2 separate regions of the Mus musculus genome follow, and region 1 is linked to region 2. A link is a contact called in public Hi-C data. All regions are on one chromosome and are shown on one strand. The core of a region is the stretch at or near the end of the contact, and the rest is flanking DNA. Distances in the headings are between cores, read along the strand shown. Region 1 overlaps Eps15 (epidermal growth factor receptor pathway substrate 15). Region 2 holds the start of Eps15 (epidermal growth factor receptor pathway substrate 15).

Region 1 (6,833 bases), core at 492-2,991, 37 kb before region 2:
AAAAATCACAATGTATTCTATGAGAAAATAAGTCCAAGAATCTAAAGCACAATGATAACATAAAAAAATACAGTGTTGAACACATACCTCCAGTATATGTGTGCGTGCATGTGTGTTTGTGTGGTGTTATCTTCTGTGGTAAAGAGCAAATAATTATTCAAAATTTTTGTACATTTGAACAAGGAAAATTCAAGGATAAACCAGAAAGTAAGAAAAGTAGCTGGCCAGAGAAGACTACAACAGTTGCAGGCAGAGATGGATCCTTTTTTCACTATCTTCTTGTTTAATTTTGAATGATTAGAATGTATTACCTACCTTAAAATATTTTAAATATCTAAAGTGTGTATGTATATGTGTACATATATTTTAAAAGCTTACTGTCTGTAGAATATTTACTGTAAAACACTGTAACTTCTCCACGTTAAAGATACCTTTCATACTCTCAGAGGATGAAGTTTTATGGCTTTTAAAAAAAGAAAACTTGCAAACTTTATATGCCCCAGTACAGGGGAACGCCAGGGCCAAAAAGAGGGAGTGGGTGGGTAGGGGATTGGGGGGGTGGGTATGGGGGACCTTTGGGATAGCATTGAAAATGTAAACGAGGAAAATACCTAATTAAAAAAAAAAAGAAAAAAGAAAACTAGAGCTGGTGAGATGGCTCAGCGGTTAAGAGCATCGACTGCTCTTGCTAAGGTCCTGAGTTCAAGTCCTAGCAACCACATGTTGGCTCACAACCATCTGTAATGAGATCTGACGCCCTCTTCTGGAGTGTCTGAAGATAGCTACAGTGTACTTACATATAATAAATAAATAAATAAATTTAAAAACTATATAATAAAAGAAAAATAGACAATATCTTTAACCTCAAGAAGGATTTCCGTTGCAACTGAGAGTGGGTGCATTATTTCTTGATTTTTTTTTCCCACTGAAAATTATAATTCTCTCAAAGGAAATTTGCATTGGGCATCTATCTTAACTCCTAAATTTGAGTTTTATAGAATTTTCAAATCAGTACTTACTGAGTACTCAATACAACTGTGACCCACAATTTATATGATGGCTAATATTTTATAAATGAAGAAACGGCAGCTCAGGGATGCTAACTTGACTAATACAATATTTTAAAGATGCCATAGGCTACTGTATAGACTACACCATTGGTGTTACATGCCTATAACCCCATTACTCAGGACCAGGCAGCAGAGAACTGAGTTTGAGCCCAGCCTAGGTTATATGAGAGTCTGTCTCAAAAAAGAACTTTTTAAATATCTATGTATCTATATAGACACTAAAATGTTTATATAATATTATATATAAATGTATATGATACAAACCAAGAACTCCTTAGCTACAATATTAACAATAGCATCTGTGTGATAATTTTGACTATCACTCTTTCCTTTATAATTGGAACAGCTAAATCTGACCTGTGGACCCAGACTTTAGTGCACATCAGAATTTCCTGGAATTCTGGGATCAGTAAAGCTGGCACTGAGTCAGAGAATCTGCATTTCTAACAAGTTCTCTGGGGCTGTGTATCCAGGGATAGCCAAACCAATCCTTTACCACAAACTGGCCAAACAGTTAAGAACTCCATGTCAGTTTGAAAACACATGAACCCTATGTCTTCAAAAACTTGAAGCTTCAGAAAGAAACAATCTACTTCAGAGTATCTGTAGTACTAGGCTGGTACTTTGCTAACAGAGTGACTAGCACACATATCAAGGTCAGCATTCTTGCTGCAGATGAAGTCATTTCCTGGAAAAGTGGACACTGAACAAAACAAAAAAGCAATGCTTGCCATCTGCTGCCAATAGACAACACTTTTTTTTTCCTGAAAGTTGAAAAAGTTACCAATTTCATGTTTCTTAAAAATAGTTTCCCTGACAAAACTAAAGCCAAAATTTTGTTCACCAAAATCCTAAAGATGAACAGAATAATTTTAATACTGCTGGACTATGATCTTGTTCTCTTACTATACTGTACTCTATCCTATACAGACTGCAACTAAAGCAACAGCAACCAGATCAAATAATGTACATCCCCCTCCCAACCCATGTGCCCTGTGTGTCTCTGTGTGTGTGTGGAGAGAAACAACAGTTTTCAAGCTGGTATATACTATGTGAGTACAGAAATACATAAAGACACTAAACTAAAAAGCTTTAGGATATCTTTATTTAAAATAAAACTAGGCTGGGCAGTGATGGTAACAGATTTTAATCCCAGCACTTGGGAGGCAGAGATAGGTGATACTCTTGAGTTCAAGGCCAGCCTGGTGTACAGGATAAATTCCAGGACAGCTAAAGATACACAGAGAAACTTTCTCTCAAAAAAAAAAAAAAAAAAAAAATCCCCAATGGAGGAGGTAGAGAAAGGACCCAAGGAGCTGAAGGGGTTTACAACCACATAGGAGGAATAACAATATGAACCAACCAGTACCCCCCAGAGCTCCCAGGGATTAAACCACCAACCAAAGAGTATGCATGGAGGGACTCAAGGCTCTATCCAAGTATGTAGCAGAGGATAGCCTTGTGAGACATCAATGAGAGGAGAGGCCCTTGGTCTTGTGAAGGCTCTATGCCCCAGTGTAGGGGAATGCCAGGACAGAGAAGCGGGAGTGGGTGGGTTAGGGAGCAGGGGGAGGGGTATGGGATGGGGGGGGTTCAGAGGAGAAATGGGGAAAGGGATTAAAATTTGAAATGTAAATAAAGAAAAATCTAATAAAAAATTAAAAATAATAAAATTAAAAGAATTAAGTAAGTAAGTAAATAAATCATCACAAACAAAGCTAAAGTTACACAGGGTGTCAGAGAAGGAAAGGACTTAGTTTGGGATTAATACCAACTACTGACTTTCTTTAAGTGGTTTTTCTCTTTGTGTTTTAAGCAATATTAACTTTCAGTGGACATCAGATCAATATAAGGATTTTTAAATATCCATCATTTTATTGCACATTAACTGAGTATCTTTCCTATGCACCTACAGTGAGGGAAAAAAAAATGATGGCAAAACATACACATTCTCTTACCCATTAAATATATGCACTCAACCAAATAAATTCTAAAGACATTAGTAACTACGATCTGATGGGCATAGTCTAAGGATAAATTAAAATGGGAACTATTTCCCAAGACAGATGACACACACTGTAATTTAAGCATGTAGGCAGATCGTAAACTCGAGCCCTGTTTTAATAAGCTGTCAGGAGGTGTGGGTGTGAGAAGGCTGTCATATGATAGTATTTTACACTTTAAGAACATCTAGTTACTTACAACTGCAAACTCATCTCTGTCCAGCTTTCCATCGTGGTCAATATCACTCAACTCCCAAACCTTAAAAAAGGAAAGTGAGAACAATTAATGCTCTTTACTTTATGTATTCTTTAGGGACAGGAAGAGAAAGCATACTAATGGAATATGAGAGTGTCTGAGGTTAAGTATCTTAAAAGGAATCTGGACTTTGTCTTAATTGCAATGGGAAGTTACTAGGAGGTTAGTTTAAAGCAAGAAAATTGGAATCTCACACAGACCATACAGTAGAGAAACGGTTGGAAACAATACTAGAAAAGAGCTTTTAAAAACCAGTCTTGACAGATGTGGTGCTGCATGCCTTTAGTCCCAGTATTCAGTAGGCAGATGTAGGTGGATCTGAGTTCAAGGCCAGCCTGGTCTACAAAGAGTTCCCAGGCAGCCTGGGCTACACCAAGAAATGGTCTCAAAACAACAAACCAAACTCTGTATTTATTAAGCACCTAATGGCCCAGGGGTAGTATCACAAGTATTTCTGGCAATGTGATGGCAGTCATCACCATTCTACCATAGCACCTAGCATTCTGAGTTGTAACAAGCACTGTATTAAGCACACACACACTATCACATTCAGTCCTTGGTACCCTATCAACTGAAATGTACGCCCATGGCAAAGACTTGAAAACCAACATACAGTTTTTCTAAGGACTTTCCCCAAGTTACTTAACTAAGAAGGAAAGAGCTGGATTGGACCCTCTGTGGCAGTTTATGCAAGGAATTACACAAAGAGCTGGGTATTTAAAGAAAGTGGTTATGGTTTAAAACATAAGGAAGAAAGGAGAGAAATTATATTGAAAACAAAACAAAAGTGACAAGCAATCGGGAGAAACCCAGATAAAATCAGTGATCAGGAACTTATTTTAGCATTTCTCAAAAGCCTGAATACAACAAAAGAGAAGGCAAATAATTACCACATGCACACTTGAGTTTTTGGTAAAAATCAAAAACTTCTTAATAAATTCAAATACTTTCCTCACATCTAAGTCTTAAAAGCATTTAGGACCAAGGCTTGACACTATTACTGAGGCTATGGAGCGCTCACAAAAAGGGACCTATCACCACTGCCCTCCGAAAGACCCAACAAGCAGTTGAAAGAGTCAGATGCAGATATTTGCACCCAACCAATGGGCAGAAGCAGCTGACCCCTGTTGTTGAATTAGGGAAGGCTGAAAGAATCTGAGGAGAAGGGTGATCCTGTAGGAGAACCAGCAGTCTCAATTAATCTGGACCCCTGACATGGCTCAAACACTGGAGCACCAAAAAGACAGCATACACCAGCTGATATGAGGCCCCCAACACACATACACTAGAGGACGTCTGGGTCTGTGTTCATTCAGAGACGATGCACCTAACCCTCAAGAGACTGGAGGCCCCAAGGAGTTTAGAGGTCAGGTGGGGTGGGGGTGGTGGAGACATCCACAAGGAGACAGTTGGGTGGGATTAATTAAAAAAAGAAAGAAAAAGAAATAAAACTCAAGCCTTCAATCCTAACACTTGTAAAGCAGCAGCAGGTGGATCTCTGTGAGTTTGAGGCTAGCCTGGTCTACATATTGAGTTTCAGAACAGCCTGGGATATCCTTTCCTCACATCTAAGTTTAACAGAAATGCTTTGTGTTTTTTCCACTTAGCAAGATGTTGGCTGTGGGCTTGTTGTGTATTGCCTTCATTATGTTGTGAAAACTCCCATGTATCCCTAGATTCCTTGGAACTTTTATCATGTAGAGAAATAAATTTTGTTAAAGGCCTTTTCTGCATCTAAGGAGATAATCACAGTTTCTTTTCTAAAACAGCTGTAAGACATGGAACTTTCCCTCATACCATATGTTCCTAGGCCCATCGGAGTCCGCTGCTCCTCTTGAAGCTACTGGAGCATGTAGAACTCTCTTACCCTGCTTCAGGATACCCATGCCTTCACGTTTCAGCCCAAACAAACAAAGGGGTGCCAAACTGAACAAACTGAGCTAATTCTATCCCCAGGACTCACATGGTAGGAGTGAGCCAAGTCCTTCAAATTGTCCCCTAATTTTCATAATGGCATACTGTGTCTCACACACACACATTAACTAATTAAGATGCAATTTTAAAAAGACAGAGGAGAAATAAAGGAGGCCAGGATTTAAGTCTTAGTGAGATCAAAGAATTAAAGGTCCACATACATCTAGAGGGGGAAAAAAAAAAAACGAAAAGTCTAGTCAGAGAACAAAATCTGTGATTTCATATTCCTTAAAACAAAATCCTATAGTACACAGCCTAAGGTAGAAAACATAAAATACATATGGTCTGGGCTTGGAGAGATGACAGTTACAAGCATCCGCACTCTTCCAGAGGACTTGAATTAATTCTCTGTACCCACAGTGTGGTTCACAGCTTCCTGTAACCCAAATCCAAGGGATCCCATACTTGGCCTGTACTCATCTGTACACACACCATACACACACACACACACAATTAAAAATGAAAAATAAAGATGGCCCTTAGAATTTTTCAAAAACTGGATCATTCACATACACATGGAAAGATATAAATATGCTTAATGGACTTTACAGATGTAACTAAATCTAACCACTCATATTTTATTGGGAATAATTAAAACCAGAACTACAATGACAATAAATTACATGTTACAAATACAAAAATTCTATACTGATACAACTTTAATAAGATCTGTATATATTACATTAGTGCTCCTGGTAAATATAAAATTAGAATATATAATAACTGCATCTAGTACAATACTGTAATCCTTGCACTTATGAGGCTCAGGCAAGAGGTTCATGAGTTCTAAGCCAGCCTGAGCTATACATTAAGAATGTTTCCAAACAAACAAACAAACAAACAAACTACATTTGAAGTTTGCTATCTTACTCTTCCAAGGATTTCCACAGGTAACTTAGAGTTGAGCAACACTGGTTTCACTTTATCACCAGACAAAAATCCATCCACTGGGCTTAAACTGTCAAAAATTGCATCATATTTGGCTTTATCTTCAGACTACAATATGAAAAAAAAGATGACAAGTTAAATAATCATGAAAAGGATTTAACTGCACATATAAGTATCAAATCCTCAAATAACAGATTATAAGGTAACATTTTTTAAAAAAACATTCTCATCAAAATATATTAAATAATTTCAAAGTGTCTCTACTAAAGACTAGTTGAAACACTATATTTCCTTTTTCTGCTGTTGAGTTAGAATCAAAGCAAGAGATGGGATGCTTTGAAGATCACCTAGTCCCTCAAACAGACCTACAGCAACAAAGTAACAAATCACAAGTGATACTCTATCTTTCAGTTCCTTGAAAGAAAATGGTTTTTTAAATGTCACAAAATCTCTAAGAGCTAAGGCATTCCTCAAGTTTTTTAATTTCAGTATTTTCTGAATTTCCTATACTATCTGAACATGCATATGTAAGTCCAGTGCAGAACAATGTATTTTGAGGGCAGGGAGAAAGGTGTTTATAAGTAGGAAGCAAAGGAGATGCAAGAAACTTCCTTACCTTTACAGCCCACGGGAGCTCAGCAA
Region 2 (7,296 bases), core at 1,859-4,358:
ACTAAGTCAACGAACCCAGACTAGAATGGCAACATAGCCATACACTTTGAACCTTCCACATGTCTACCTTGAAGAATCTCCCACTTGAGTATACCATATCTAGCTCTGTGTTAGAAGAGCAGAAAAAAGAAACACAAGGTAACATAAATAAATCAATAATGAATGTGAAACCAAACTACACCATTATCTGACTTAGTTCAAGCAGCTAAAACTTTTTAAACAAAAAGTATGAGGAACTGAGGAGATGGCTCAGTAGGTAAAAACACTATGTAACATGAGGAGTGGAATTCAAATCCCTAGTACCTACATAAAAACCTAGCACGGCCAAGCATGCCTATAACCCCAGCAGTAAAGAGCAGAAACAAGCTGGCCCGCCTAAATGGCAATCTCTCATTCAAGGCTGCAAGGCAGACAGTGATACAGGAAGACACCTGACATTCTCCTCTAGTCTCTTCATGCACTCCAACCAGCACATGCACCTGCACACTCATATGTGTGCAACACACACACACATGTTAAAATCAAGGACTGGAGATATGGTTCAGCTCAAGTTAATAGCACTTGTGGCTCTTGCAGAGGGCTCAGGTTCGGTTCCCAGTAGCCATATGGTGGTTTATAACCATCCATAACTCTAGTTCCAAGGGATTTGACACTCTCTTCTGTCTTATATGGGCACCAGACATGAATGTGGTATACATATATACATGCAGGCAAACACTCATACACAAATAAGTAATTATATCTAAGAACTATAAATCTGCTAAGTTTGAAGGAAAAAGATACATTAGTAAATATTTTAAAAACTTTTTCCCCTGTGCCTTTATAATATCTCACTATATCTTAGTATTTTAATATCTAAATATTTTAAATTGACTTATTTGAATTATCAATTTAAGTTCAAACATGAAATACTAAAGAATAATTTCCCCTTAGTGATTCAGCATTTACTCTGGATACATTTTAACACCTAACTATACAACCACAAGAACATATGCAAATTATGAAAATGACTACAAAACTGAGAGCCTGAAGCAAATTTCCAGAGATAAGTGATCCTAAACAGAAACTAAAAACACAGTACAATCCAAGAAGAAAATAAAGTAGGCACACAACCAAGAAGCAATTCTACAGAAGTCTTCAAGGGAACAAAATCTTTAATAGGGGGGTCGGGGGAAACTACCAGAATTAGCCAACAGAGTCAGAATACAAGTGCCTGCCAACAGAGATCATGTTTAAGGCAGGTCACTATCTAGACTCAGAAAGCCAACACCCAAAAGTCAATGTTTCCATTCCTCAAATGTGAGTTTCAGAAGGACCCTTCTAAACAGATTCATGACAAGACTGGGCCATCTTAAAAGTTCTTCCCTGTTAGATGCAAGTCAAAACACAATGACCCACAGGAAATAAATTTGGAAATGTAAAGTTTATGAGGTTATTCCTAAAGGCTGTCTTACCTGTGGGATGCCTCTGTGTGTGTGTGTGTGTGTGTGTGTGTGTGTGCGCACTATAATACACACACACACACACATACAGTATATATAGAATCACTTTTGCTGGGGATATGGCTCAGTCGGTACAGGGCCTGTCTAGCCAGCATGAAGTCCTGAGTCTGATCCCTGGCGATGAATAAACTAATATAGTGGTACAGTCCACTTGGGAGATGGAGGAAGAAGGATCCAAAATCAAGGTCATTCTTGATATTCTTGATTACATAGTGAGTTCAAAGCCAGCTTGATCTATTTGAGACCCTGTCTCAAAATAAATAAGTAAATAAAATTTCCACCCTGGCTCCTGGGGAAAATACTTTTTTATCTCCAAGTTCTTGGAAAGAAACACCTCAAAACCTCTTTATCATAACATAGAAATAATCTATTACCCAAACACATGCCCTACCTTATAAGTACAGGCAAATCTAGGCCAAGGAGACAAGATGGCAGGGAGCTATCACAGGGCAGGCTGATAGGCTGAGGTGGGCTTATACCAGGGAGTACACAGCCCCCAGCTATGGAGAAGGCAAACTTCTGGGCAGTGAAGATGAAAGGGACTGGCAGGTGTTTGGTACCTCATCCCTCCTGGGTGTCTTGAGATGACTACGCTTGGTTTTACAGAAACGGAGAACTCAGGTTCTCCTAAGTGAGTGATGTTTAGATGTATCCCTCGAGGATGGGGCTCTGAAGGAAGAGAACATTTTAATAATGATGATGATGATAAAGAGGCGAGACTCCGAGAACAGACTCCGAGAACAGCTTTTGGTCGAGATCGTCCCAGGACAAAGTTATCTCCCCGGTGGTTCCGGGCACCAGGGAGGAAAGAGGCGCCCCACCTGCAGAAGGCTGGCACCATGACCCCTCGGACGACGATCAGAGACGGCGCCCTCGCGGGTGGGAAAGTCTGCAAGGGGATCTGAGCAGAAGTGAGTGGGTCAAGTGCCCGGACAGGATGCGACTTCTGGAAGCCAGGCTGACTTGAGGGAACTGAGGGGAACTCGGCAGTCGTCGCTCCCGCGGACCGGAGCAGAGCGAAGCTGAGGGAACCCTGCCCCGCCGAAGTCGAGCCTCGCATCGCCCGCGGCCGCTGTCTAGCGTGAGCCCCACCGGAGCTCACCTGGCGGCCGTCAGGCCCGGAGGAGAAACTTGCCGAGAAGGTGAGCGCCGACGGGACCTGGAGGAGAGCGGCGCGGAGACCCGCGGCGGGGGCGGCGGCCGGGTGGGAGCCGCGCGGGGCGGAGCCGAGAGCCCGGCGACCCGGGGCGGGGGTGCGGCGGCCCCGGCTCGCCGCTCCCGCTCCGACTCGGGATGGCGCCCGCACTCCTCACACGCGCTCCCACCGTGCGGCCCGAGGGCAGCCGCCGCGCCAGCGCCCCAGAGCGGTGGAGGGGGGGAGGGAGGGCCGGGGAACCCCGGCGGGTCGAGCCGGGCCGACCGGCGGGCGGCGTTACCTGTGTCAGGGAGAGCTGGGCTGCCGCAGCCATGGTGTTTCCATCATGCACGGGAGGGGAAGGAAGGACGGACGGACGGGGGCCCGGGGCGGGAAGGAGGCGGAGGGACAGGCCGTAGGCGAGGCCGGCGGCCGGGCGTCTCCCCGAACTTCGACAACTTCCCTCCTCACGCCGCCCCGCCCCGCCCCGCCCCGCCGGCCTCACAGGCCGTGGCGGCGCGCAAAGCCCGGAGCGGGAGTCTGAGCCGCGGAACCAGGCCCTGACCCCGGCCTCCCTGGAAAACCCGGTGCGGATAGGGCTCTGGGGTGGACGGTCAGCGGAGGCGGCGCCACAGAGACCTGAGTTTAGGCAGGTCACCCACCATCCTTCTTCCTGGGCTGCTGTTTTCTGTAAAGTGCGGGGAGAAATTAGAACCATGTCCAGGTGGGTTGTGGGAACTAAAAAAGTAATGGTACTAAGTAATGACAGGAGCGGTTTAGTAGTAATAACATTAAATAATTCTGATTGTGTGTGATTCTGCACTAAATGCTTTTGTTTGTTTGCTGTTTGTTTAAAACAAGGTCTCTCTCTGTGTAGCCATGGCTATCCCGAAGCTCACTGTATAGATCAGGCTGGCCTCAAACTCACAGAGATCCACTTCCCTCTGCCTCCAGAGTGCTGGGATTAAGGAGATGTACCACTACTCCAGGCCTAAATACTTTTTTAAAAAATTGTGTGAATAGGGGATTTGAAACAGAAAGAAGTTATACAAATGAGGATGGTGAAAGCCAGCCAGGCATGGTGGCACATACCTTTAATCTCTGAGAGTTCCATGCCAGCCTGCTCTACATAGTGAGTTCAAGGACACATAGTAAGGCCCTGACTGAAATAAAAAGAAAAGGGCCTCCCCGAAAAGAAAAAACAAAACAAAACAAAACAACTCTCTTACCCGAAGTTTAAAAACTAACTAGAAAGCTGGATTACAAATCTTTCTACCTGCTATCACATTAAGAAGGCATGTAAATCCTTCTAAAGTAAAAATCTTGGGAGCAAGAAGGAACTGCTTGCCTTGCCTGCTCCCTGTCCTGCCTAGACTGTTTAATTTAAAAAAAAAAAAAAAAAAAAAAAAAAAAAGCAGGTGTAGGGCCACAGTGGAGTTCAGAGGTACAGTGAGTGCATAAAGTCCCATCTCAAATTCTTTTTTTTTTTTTTGTCTGGTTGGTTGGTTGGTTTTGGTTTTGGTTTTTTGAGACAGGGTTTCTCTGTATAGCTCTGGCTGTCCTGGAACTCACTCTGTAGACCAGGCTGGCCTTGAACTCAGAAATCTGCCTGCCTCAGCCTCCCAAGTGCTGAGATTAAAGGAATGTGCCACCAGTGCCCGGTTCCTCTCAAATTCCTTTTTGTCATAAATGCCACCTCTTGACAGAGTATTGTCTCTCCAAACTAGTGTTCATACTCTTTTGTTGACTTTACTAGAAGAGGGCAACAACCTCCTAATGACCTGTTTACATAAGTCTAACCACCCCCCTCAGCTCACCAGTGGCAGAGATTTTTTAATATATATGTATTTTAACACCATAACATTATAGTATATGCTTAAATGAAGGCCTTTGTCCTGCCTGTATTCAACATTATACACCTTACTCTTTTTCATTTTGCCACACTTAGTTAGAATAAGGAACCGCTTACCTGAAATTGTCATCTGCAAAGGTTCTTATTTAGGGTGACTACTGCCGTGATGAAACACCATGACCAAAGACAACCCGAAGAGTAAAGAATTTATTTCCCTCACAGTCTGGTCATCATCAAAAGCAGTGAGGAAAGGAATTCAAACAGGGCAGGAGCCTGGAGGCAGGGTCTGAAGCAGAGGCCATGGTGGGGTGCTGCTTACTGACTTACTCAGTTTGCTTTCTTATAGAACCCAGGCTTGGGCCTTCTCCTACCAACTACTAGTTAAGAAAATGCCCTACAGTGAGGTCTTATGGAGGCTTTATCTCAACTGAGGTTTCCTCGTGTCTAATAAATCTAACTTGTGTCAGGTTGATGTAAAACTACACTCAGTTTGTATGTAGCCTACTTCAGAAGGTCTAGGAAGTCTGCATACCAGCTTTTAGTTACTTTGATATGACTTTTTTATTCTGCCTTTTTTATTGTGTGTGTGTGTGTGTGTGTGTGTGTGTGTGTAGTACTTGGGGAGGGGGTAGATTCTCTCCTTCCACCATGGAGGTTTCGGGGATGGAACTCAGGCTAGCAGTCTTGGCAGCCATTGCACTAATCTAGTAAGCTGCTTCAAAGGCCATATCCTCTGCCTCGTTTTAAGAGTTAGTTGATGACCTGCCTACATCTGACTGGCCTTAAAGAAGACTAACTCTCTACTGCAGGTCCCTCAGACACAGAAGTACCCAACCTCAATATGTGTTTGCTTCCTTTTTCCCTAATGGTGGTTTCCAGGACAAAACCCACACGTCTATCAGGGCCACAGCCTTTATCATTATAATAGGATTCCTCAATACACTGAGACAGCTGGAAAAACCCAAGATCTAGTTGGCTCCACTTCCATTTTTAGACTTTTTCCATCAGAGGCAAAAACCAGAGAGGTCTCAAGAACTCCCTTCCCAAGTCTACCTAGACTCCTCTGATTTGATCCAGCCTCAAAGAGCAAGTTATACAGGTCTGATGAGTAAACACTTAGTCAGGAGTATCTCCTTTGACTTCTTTTTGCCATTATTCCTTTTGGCTCAAGGGAGAAGAGGAGAAACTATTCCAGTTTGAAACATCAACTATAACCCAACTGATATTTCTATTGGCATCTATTACTTCACATTATAAGTTTGAACTTCACAAAAACACCCTAAAAGGAAGCAATTATCACACTCACTTCCCAAATGAGGTACTCAGCACCACAGAGGTCAAATAATTTGCCCAAGGTTACATGTCTAATAGCAAAAGCAGTTGATATATTGAAATGAACAAAACTTAGAGATCAGAACCATTGGTGTAACTGAAAAGTCACTTACTAATTATAGGAATTTAGGGGGGCTGTGAATGACGTATGAAGTGTTTGAAGTTGTAGAGAGAAGTGTAGAAGTTCAGAAATCTGAAAGTCAGACAAGTTTGTGTTTGAAGATGGGCTGGTGAGATGGCTCAGCAAGTGAGAGCACTGACTGCACTTCCAAAGGTCCTGAGTTCAAATCCCAGCAACCACGTGATGGCTCACAACCACCGGTCTTTGAGCTGGAGCGAGCAGGGACTGAGCAAACAGAGTTGAGCCAAGTGAATGGGGCTGACCAGAGTGAGCGGGGTTGACCAGAGCAAACAGAGGTCCTTAAAAATAAATAAATAAATAAATAAATAAATAAATAAGTTCCCAACAAGCACATGAAGGGTCACAACCATATGTACAGCTTCAGTGTACTCACATACATAAAATAAATAAATAAATCTTTGAAAATAGCTGGAAGGAAAGGACTCCTCTGACCCTCACAAACATACCATAGCATGTTAAGGAAATAAAAGGAACTATTAGTATGGGTTTGCTTTAAGTTAAAAAAAAATGAAACTTTGTATTTATAAAGGACTCTTTTAAAAGTTTATGTCGTTGCTTGCAAAATCTAACACAACTAATTCCTAATATCTAAGAGGTCCCTTATAAAGCTTTATTGAACTAAACCAAACATAAAATCTCAGCTATATGTATCTTCAGTTTTTCCCCACTTCACAGATAGGAACATTGAGGAATTAGGGAGATGGCTCAGTTGGTTAAGTGCAAGCAAGAGAACCTGAATTTGATCCTCATCACCCATTTGGGGTGTTGGGAGGGAGCCAAGAGGCATATACCTATCACTGGAGAAGCAAATACAGAAAGATCCTAGGGTTTGATTGATGTCCATGCAGCCCAGAGAAATTTGTGCACTCTAACTCAGTGAGAAACCTTCCTTAGAAATAAGGTGCACCTAGCCGGGCAGTGGTGGCACACACCTTTAATCCCAGCACTTGGGAGGCAGAAGCAGGTGGATTTCTGAGTTTGAGGCCAGCCTTGTCTACAGAGTGAGTTCCAGGACAGCTAGGGCTACACAGAGAAACCCTGTCTCAAAAAACCAAAATCAAAACAAAACAAAAACACCCTACATTGACATCTGTCCCCTAAAGCACAAGCATACTGGCACATAAGCAGTTTGGGTCTTCATTTAAGAGGGGTGGGGGGAGGCCTGAGGATATAGCTAAGCTAGTATACTTGCCTAGTGTGCACAAGGTCCCGGATTCAATCCAAAAGAGAAAAGGGGAGGAAAGGAAGGAGGGGAGGATGGCGGAGAGAGATAGAAGAGAAAGGAAGGAGCACCTAGGAGAGGAGAAGAGCCTTAAATTCACTGTGTAGGACT

The links. A called contact is a pair of places that touch in the nucleus more often than the background predicts.
Region 1: a Hi-C map of liver shows a contact between it and region 2, with 1.9 times the contacts expected there. The contact joins the enhancer-like site here to the promoter of Eps15 in region 2. A contact is called at or near these places in 1 of 39 promoter capture datasets (macrophages), 1 of 15 datasets of contacts at CTCF or cohesin (the NIH/3T3 cell line), 7 of 484 Hi-C or Micro-C datasets (the 3T3-L1 cell line, bone marrow-derived macrophages, embryonic stem cells and 2 more), 9 of 115 datasets of contacts at active chromatin or transcription factors (CD8 T cells, the SCID.adh cell line, bone marrow-derived macrophages and 5 more) and 3 of 9 other capture datasets (adipose tissue, liver and pancreatic islet).

What each region holds. Positions count from the first base shown.
Region 1 is chr4:109,312,344-109,319,176 of GRCm38.p6, reverse strand. It overlaps Eps15 (epidermal growth factor receptor pathway substrate 15), which reads right to left. Exons shown (of 25, transcript NM_007943.3): 6 at 6,808-6,833; 7 at 6,174-6,299; 8 at 3,273-3,332. Among named protein-coding and RNA genes, the nearest start is that of Gm52702, 28 kb to the left of the region's middle. Within about 2 kb of position 1,741, at least 21 of the 459 cell types and tissues checked have an H3K27ac peak or open chromatin away from gene starts, as enhancers often do. A contact at or near this core is called in adipose tissue, bone marrow-derived macrophages, liver and 1 more, where this site is marked.
Region 2 is chr4:109,276,087-109,283,382 of GRCm38.p6, reverse strand. Eps15 (epidermal growth factor receptor pathway substrate 15) reads right to left here and starts at 3,108. Exons shown (of 25, transcript NM_007943.3): 1 at 2,939-3,108. The coding sequence starts at 2,971. Gm40225 (a long non-coding RNA gene) reads left to right here and starts at 3,060. Exons shown (of 3, transcript XR_868003.2): 1 at 3,060-3,361.